Regions from separate parts of the Gasterosteus aculeatus genome. Here region 1 is linked to region 2. The links are chromatin contacts, called in public Hi-C maps. All regions are on one chromosome and are shown on one strand. The core of a region is the stretch at or near the end of the contact, and the rest is flanking DNA. Distances in the headings are between cores, read along the strand shown.

Evidence for each region. Hi-C and Micro-C count contacts between places; a contact is called where the count stands out from the background.
Region 1: a Hi-C map of skeletal muscle shows a contact between it and region 2, with 2.0 times the contacts expected there. The contact joins the promoter of LOC120810671 here to the enhancer-like site in region 2. A contact is called at or near these places in 3 of 6 Hi-C or Micro-C datasets (skeletal muscle and whole body).

The regions. Positions count from the first base shown.
Region 1 is chr20:14,401,055-14,405,463 of fGasAcu3.hap1.1, forward strand. It overlaps LOC120810671 (eukaryotic translation initiation factor 3 subunit H), which reads right to left and starts at 1,261. Exons shown (of 8, transcript XM_040165431.2): 1 at 984-1,261. The coding sequence starts at 1,085. It overlaps LOC120810588 (double-strand-break repair protein rad21 homolog A), which reads right to left. Exons shown (of 14, transcript XM_040165253.2): 10 at 4,214-4,367; 11 at 3,974-4,119; 12 at 3,455-3,634; 13 at 3,113-3,196; 14 at 1,583-2,553. The coding sequence ends at 2,362.
Region 2 is chr20:14,348,854-14,353,009 of fGasAcu3.hap1.1, forward strand. No RefSeq gene overlaps it. Among protein-coding and RNA genes, the nearest start is that of LOC120810582, 35 kb to the left of the region's middle. Within about 2 kb of position 2,093, at least 1 of the 9 cell types and tissues checked has open chromatin away from gene starts, as enhancers often do.

The DNA of each region.
Region 1 (4,409 bases), core at 11-2,510, 51 kb after region 2:
AATGAGCCGCTTGGTCCAGGGCGGCGTTGGGCGAGAGGGTGGAGAACACCAGAAGCGGCCGGTGAAGCAAGTTTGTCCTCTGCTGCTTGTACTGAGGTACTGCAGAACACGAAATAAATACTAAAAAACGTTTGGGTCAGATGAAATTAAACACTATCTACTTAGAGAGCAACAGCACACAATCGACAAGGGTTTTAAAAGACCCAAGATTTGAAAATGGTGTAAACAAATTCCAAAACTATGCTATAAGAGGGCCTCTATACCCAGCATGGTTCATTATTATTATTATTATTATTATATCACATTAATGAAGATCAGCAGGGAGTAGATGTCACTCCAGACTATTGGATGGGGATCACGTACCTAATTTATGGTTATATTAAGTTACTATAATCAATATTTTTGTTGTTGGACCAGATAAGTCATTCCTAACAACGATAATCAGTCGAAAAGCCCAATTCAAACTCAATAGGTGGCAACAGCACGACTGATCAGTGATCAAATTAAATATTACATCACTACAGTATAAAGGACGTCTAAAAACCTGACCACCATGCTATCGATTCTGACGCCTGAAATTGCTCCTACTTCACATTGTTCGTTTTTTAGACAGAAATCAGACGTATGTGAGAGGGAAGCAAGAATCAGCATCATTAGCCTCTGGTCCTTCCAGACAACGCGCAGGGACAGCCCTCGTTCCACACGTTTAGCATCGGCTAACGATAACGTAAAACGGTTAGCATAGCATTAGCCGTTACACCGGTCAATACAGCGTGTGTTTAATTAACACAACATACAATTCAAGCATCCGCCACGATGACAAAGCACAATACACGTTACAAAACACTCGTTTAGACTTTATCTGACCGCCATGACGATGCTCACACTGTAGCTAGCATGCGCCTCTGCTAGCTAACACTCGCAACCGGTCTCCGGGCCGTCCGGCTCCGGCATCTGATACATCACGCGGGAGGAAGACTTACCAATCCTTCAATCTGGATCTGTTTGACAGGAGAGTCCAACGTGCCGCTGGTAGAAGCGACCGCGGGGGTAACAGCTGGAACAGACTCTTTACGTGAAGCCATCTCTACAGCGCACGCGGAAAGGGGGAGGAAAGAGTTCAGTGACGAACGTTTCCGGTAAAGACGCGTTTGCTTTCCTGTCCGTAGAGAAACAAGGTCTAAATCGAGATGGCCTCTTCAGTTCCAAGCAGTAAATAAGCAGCAGCAATCTCTCCAGTGGTTTGGCGGTGTAATAAGGGTGCTTGGTTTAAAATCCAATTGACATAGCACAACAATAATCATATATATATGTATATATATATATAAAAAAAAATCACAAACACACATACTAAAACATACTGTGTGTATAGTATTCTACTGTAGCGTAACATTTATAACTACTGCCCTTTCCTAAAGTAACACTAAAGTTACCTGTACGGGTAAGTCAATAGGTGAGTTTTTATATTATAAAATTCTCCCCTAATTTGACTTTCATCTTCATATCCTTTCTGAAAACCCATTAATAAAGAGCCCTTAGAATGGATAATTTAATAAGAGCACTATGAATGAGTAACATCCAATTACCAAGTACTTAAAACACTTTATTTCAAATCTTTACAGATGTATCACAACTAGAGGTTACCTGAAGACTAAAAAGGTGGGATACTGAACTTAATTGTAACAAGTACATTACCTAGTTACATAATGCAAAAAGGTAAATAAGCATACAAGTAGGAAGGTACAAAAAAAAAAAAAATCACAAAACTGTATTGTTAAAACTGCTGGAATTATACATCTGAAACGTGATTTTTAATACAGGGTATAAGTCCCCACTGTTTTGACAGAGTCACCATTTTTGTTTATCATAAAAGAACAAGTGCAACAAGGAGAAGATGAGAGGTCACACTTCTGAGCAATAAAACAGTACCTTTCCAGAACATGTACAGTCAATATAGGATTCCTTGTGAAAATACAGGGCTCTTTATCTTAAAATCTGCAATGATTCAGGTGTGAGGGCCAATGGTATGAGACTAGTGAAATAAGCAGACACATTTAATTTATAAAACAAAAGAAAAGCTTACAAATCAGTGACTGAAAAAGGGTTGTTTTATAAATATACTTGTTAAAACATTCGTCCTCCCTGCGTATCAACCAAATGAATACTGCATGATTCCACCGGTAGTACAGTGAAATGAGCTTTTCTTTTTTTAAAGTTTCAAACCCATACCCTCCTACTCCCTCCCCTTACCCAGACAAAAATGGGACAGGGAAACACAAAATAAAAAAGGCAAAAATTTGAGTTGCGTAATTAAAAAAGTATGTTTGTTGCAAGCGAAGTGCTTGTCTGTTCTTCCGATGTCTAAATGAGGTGGAATCTTGGTCCAGCAGTGGCAACGATGTCGCTGTAGGGCTCAGTCTGGGTGACCTCGATGGCTTGCTGCTTCTTGAGCACGAGAAAACTGTAAAACTTGGCAGCTGCCTGCTTCTTGTTGTTGTTCCGGCACAATTCAAGCAGGCTAACAGAGTCTGCGCCGGTCTTTGCCATGACGCGCTACAGGGACAGAAGCACAGGAGTCAGTTTAAAATTATTTTAAACATTTAAATTTCTTTAAAAAATTGTGATACTCAACAATTTACTTCATACTATGTAGATTGATACAATCTACATATACTAATCCCCCTGAATCCTCACTTCAGACCCACTAGAGTTGTGATACTGCAGGGACCCTTTCCGCTGCCTATACTATTATTCTGCCGTGTTGCTAGCAGGCTCTCTGCCCGCGAGCATTGAGCCGTTGGGCTGCACCTGAGTGTGTAACCACCAGCCACCAAGCCCCTTAGTCCGCCCCTCTTCCTGTTGAGGCTCACAGACCACACAGGTCTGGTGCAGCAGGAGGAGGCGTGCATTGGGCTGCATTTATTCAACCCCTTCCCATAGGTTTTGGAGGAGTTACTATGTGCATTTGAACGCTCAACTCCTCCCACGTACAGCTTTATTCTCACCAATGCCGATCCCTCCCAGGGCCTGAGAGTCTCTGGAATTTTGTTTTATGCGCAAATCTTTCCATTCATAATTTCAGGAATTTCAGAAAAGTAACTTTTTTTGGTACCTGGAGACCGTGCAGCATCTGCTGGGTTCTCTTGTTCCATCTCTTCTCCTCCTGGTCCTGGTCTCCGGTCTGACCGTCCTGGTCCTGAGAACAGTCATCAGCATCAGCCGGCTCAAATCTCAACACTCACACAATGAACTAAACGTCACCACAGAACGGGATGTTCTACAAACTGCACACGCCTGCAATAACTTTGCTTACCCCTTTTCACTTACTTTCCAGTAGTTTTTTTTACATCGGTTTGGGAACTTATTAACCAAACTGACGAGATGCATCCCTAGCCAGCCATCAAGACTACTACCAATGATACAGTATCAGAGAAAGCAGTGATTTCCCCCTTACCTCCTCTTCCTCGCTGTCATCCTTCTTGTCTTTGCTCTTTTCACTGAGCAGGTCAAGCTCGGGGACGAGCTGGGTGAGGTTGAGGCTGCTCTCCTCTGGGGGCAGATCCACCTGATGTACGTCTAACCTCTGAGACAAGACCGAGCGGTCGGCCACATGCTGCGGCTCCAAGGCTGCCATCTGACATGGGGACAAAGTTCAGACAAAGTAATTACGCTTTGTGTCGCTCCCAGTTCATCTGTGAGCATTTTCACAGGTTTACTGAAAATAAAAGCACCTGGAATTTAAACTGGATTACACATGATTAATGTGACCTCATTGACATTAAATAAATCAAATCTGGTTTAAAGGGCATGTACTTGAATCAAGGGGCGGTATTTGTCATGAAATCGGTTTTAAATGTGTAAGCACTGAAATAAAAAAACATTTGGGGCCTTTAAACATTACTTTATATACTATGCAACGCCCACACCAAGTGCCAAGAAAAGCAAAAATAAAATGTAGCTGACGAGCACTCACAGGAAGGATGGGCTCTTTGTCTATGGTCTTGCGTTTGACCCCGCGGGGGGTGGATGGGGGAGGCATGACGGTCTCGTCCAGAGTCGTCCTACTGCCCTCCATGGCAGAGGCTGCTAACATGCTGGGCTCCTCCATGATGGTCTGGCCTGAGGGAGATTGTTAATAAAAATGATTTTTTTTTAAAAAAGGGTGGGGGTTAGGCGCTGGTTATGAGCGCCCCTCTTATCCAAGCGGACTCACCGATTACGTCTCTGTGCTGACTCATGACCTCCTCTCTTGGCACCTCTGGGTTCTCCAGCTCTTTGAGGAACTCGTCGAGACTGTCTGCGTCGCCACCCTTCCTCCTCTTCCTCAGCTCGTCTGGCACCAGAGGCGTCAAGCAGCGCGTGAACATCTGATATCGAAAAAGTCAACCGTTAAACTCGGGCAGAAGTTT
Region 2 (4,156 bases), core at 843-3,342:
ATCAACTGGAATGCATGCATGTAATACTTGAACAACAACTGATATTGACTAAGGATCATTCGAAATCCGAGTTAATGAACTCACCAGAAGACCACTCCCAGAGGTGTGGACACTGACTTTCACACCTTTAAGCATTGTTATAAATACCTGTAGGAACCATTGTTCTCGAGTTCACTGGTGGAGGCGACAGACGGGCACTAGGGATGGTCAAAAGCACTGACCTGGGGCCGGTTGGTTGCTGAGACCAGCGGCTCCTCAGCTGAGATGTTCTTTTTACCACAACGCCATCTCTTTTATTAAATACATTTAATTTTAACCTTTTGATCTGCGATGACTTCTGTCCGTCCGGCGTTTCTTCATTTTTGAACACAGCAGAAAGCTTGGAGGACAATGTTTTGGGTCATGAAATACACAAAATGTTAATTTAATGCAGAAAGATTATGACTGAATTTCTTGAATTCCAATACATTCCAACCTTCCAACAGTAGAAAAAAAAACCAATTCACACAAGAAACTTACTGGGATCAAACAAGGATACATTTTCAACGCAGACGGGCTATAATTGCTGGGACTTAACTACATCTGCCAGCAAATTTTACTTAAAGGTGGATTTATTTACAGACTTGATGTTAAAAAGCTTCTGAAACACCAGTGAGATCTTATTAGAACCACATCAGTGCGCCCCATCTCTTTTTCCAATCTCAGTTCTCTTTGGAAGACAATTCTAGACACAATAAACCCGCTTTTTGATGTGAGAATCACAGGCATTTCATCTCCCCATGCTACTGCAATTGCACCGTTACCAGCAAAAGTTATTTTCTCCTTCAACTCTAAACTATTTCTGTTCAATATAACATCCAATTAACTGTCTCTCTCTCTCTCTGTAGGCGGGTGAGGTTCTATTGTGCAGTCCTGTAGCCGTCTGCATTGTTGGCTTTCTAGCTCTAACGCTGACTAAGCGAAGTTCATTAGAGGATTTCATTGCACTGGTTGCGAGGAGAGCCGTGTAGCAAAAGGGGATCTGATTCATAGCGAGTCCGTCCGTTGGGAGGAGAGGAGGTGCACAAGGACGGTGGGACAGCGACCTGGGGGCTGTTCACAGCGAGCGGGCCAGCAGGGAACCGGCTATTAACTGGCAGGTGGGTGTGTGGCTGAGCACTGACCCCCCTTATCAGGCAACAGCACTGAGCTGCCGGCCGCAGACTACCACGGCACTAATCGCCAGCCGTCTGGCAGTAAAAGAATAGGCTAAAGCCCGGGCTGGATTCACTCAACCCGCCAAATGACAGCCTGGTGGAGAGGAAATAGCTGCTTTCAGATCAGTAACACTCATATCAGTCGATAGACACTATGGGTTTTCACCTGCAACGTGGGGATTTTATACTGCACAATAAAACCTCCCATCAATCGCCGGGCTCAAGATAGGGGCATGTGTTGACCGTAGGCAAACATCTGGACTGAGGAAAAACCAATCATAACCTACTACGGTGCTCGGTGACAGCAGAGGTGGAATATCTCAGCCAGCTGTCAAATTCAATGATTCTGTCAAATGAGGTGAAAACAAACAAGAAATCAGGTTTGTAGAAGATTGGGGGGAAATTAAATGTGCTAATCATACAAAATATTGCTGACAATAGCAGCTGCCTGAGCCTGGATGTAATGTTTTCACTAAGAAAGACATAATTATAGCATATATTTATGGATCATTTTGTAAACAAGGATCTGTCATCGGTACTGATGCTTCTTCTGTGAGAGGCACCCTGAAGGGCTTTCCTCCATCGACCTGCTTGCTGCCCAAATTGGTGAAGTTGTTTGTTTTTTCTGTTTTCTGTTTTTCCGAAGATAACACACAAAACAGAGGACAAATACTGCATATTTTAATCTCTGAAACTTGCTCGTATGGCGGCTTAATTACGCATCCAGCAATTAGTGTGACATCGTCATTCATTTTGATTAATGACAACTTTTGGACTCTTTAGCTGGTCCTTAGATTTTTTCGGATATTTTGATTATGTCCGACTGAACAGACTGACCAGATAATAAATCTCGTCAGTCTTTATTGAGACCAAGATGTCTTTCCTTTTTATTTGCATTAAGAGTGATTGATGCATGATACGTTAGCACGGGTGCAATTGCTGAAGGACACATATCAAAAGGTGATATGGAGCGGCTAATTCTCTGCATCTAACCTGCTCTCTGCAGTGTCTCCTTCTGTAAATATACATTTTCCCTTTCGACTAGCTGGAGAAAAATGGTATCAAAGCCTAAATATAGGACTATATATACATATAATAGATATGACTACAAGCTTTTAACAGATATCCTCTATCCATCACTGTACCAGTTATCTAGGTGTAGGTCATGATCAGTCGTCCCAAAGATCCCACGTTATGCAACTGCAAAGAAGATGTGAATAATGGTTCCCGTGCACTGGGGCAAATTAACCGCACTGCCGGATGTGAAGAGCGTGTGGGCCTTTTACACTACAGCAAGGTGTCCAGTCGCAGAGAGCCTGACACATTGGATACGGCTCCTTTTTGTGCACGTTCCATGTCAAATCAACCATGTGCAGCGAAACCAATTTGCCCTAACTGGGTTTAGACTGGGATTCAGGAATTTTGCTGCACTATATACGAATCAGTTACCGCACCAAATGCAGTGAGACAAGCAAAGCCCAAACTGCAGCCCTAGACAATGTTGAGGGATCCCGGGGTGAGAAAATATGCAAGGAACGAGCATTTTCAACCGTGAAAATTGGGTGAAATTTATTCCAGCCAAGCCCAAGGTCTGTGATATGGAAAATGCTGACACTTAAGGAAAATTTACAACTGCTTGGCCTTGGCCTCGTGCTGCTCTGGCAGAGGGTTGGGAGAGTATCAACCTGATTTTCTCTAAATCACTTACCTGCAGGCAATCATGCCCTTACCTTGTTACGGCTGCCATAAACTTACTCTCAAGCACACTTTCGCAATAACATTTCGGCTGTTGCACCGTATAGGTGTAGCATCGCCCTGCAGATGGCCGGGGAGAAATTGAATTAAAGCATTGTAGAAAATCCTGGATGTTCACCGCTGGCTTTTTCTATTGATGTGCATGTGATCAACTCTTGGTGTCAGTGTCCCACCGTGACATTCAGTTAGGAATGTGTGTATATGTGTTCGATTTACACAGCACTTGTCATGCACTGGCTTATGTGTGGTCCAGGTCACAGGTGGAGGCAGCAGATTGTTGAGCCAAAATAATGTGATTGAATGTCAGCGGCTGACGGCTTCCCTCAGAGGAAATAAATGGACACCAAATAAGAAGGTTCGGGGCTCGGTCATCAACATTTGCGATAATCAAAAGGCTTGTGGAAAGAAATAATGGTGGCAAAGGAGAAGGGAAAATATCGTTTAAATGTGTCATCCTCTGGGAGACAATGAGCAGTTCATCCTGCGAACAGGTCAGCGGCAGCTGCTGTGTGACAGTCTGCACTTGCCTGAACAATTTGAAACAAATATAGAGAAACGCTTGAGAATGCAGATGTTGCGTTGTCATTTTGCTTCAGAAAAACGAGACACATCCGCTGAGACTGTTCATGTGGCTCGGAAGGCGCAAATTGGTGTGATGGGAGTAAAAATAGATAATAAGCCGAGAGAAACAAAAGGAAATCAGGAATGAAAGACGGAGCATTGAGAAATGTTCCCAGTATGTACAATGAATAATTGATTACTAGCATGGAACCCATTTCACCGTGCACGGCAACACCACACATGACATAGCAGTTGTATAAGCTCTCTGAATAAAGCTTCATCATTGACAGTTCCCTCTTTAAATGGTGAAATCAGGAATATGAACAACGCTGCGCCTTGACCTTCAAACTAATTACATCTACTGCGAAATACGTTGTCAGACTGACGTAGAAGCATCAAGTGAACTCAGAACACCCCAGAAGAGTCCTTTCAGGTTCCACTCTACCCGGGAACATGAAACCTTCTGGTTCACGACCAAACAATTAAGCTGGGAGACGAATCTTTTATATTTTATGGGTTAAGGCGCATCGTGTATCTCAGTGCCAGAGTGAAAAGCAGGCAGTGGTCAAAGCTTTGTGCCCCCCTGCAGATAGAAGAAAAATAAGGGAAGTTTCAAAGTCCAAGACAAGGTAAAAGGGACGGAG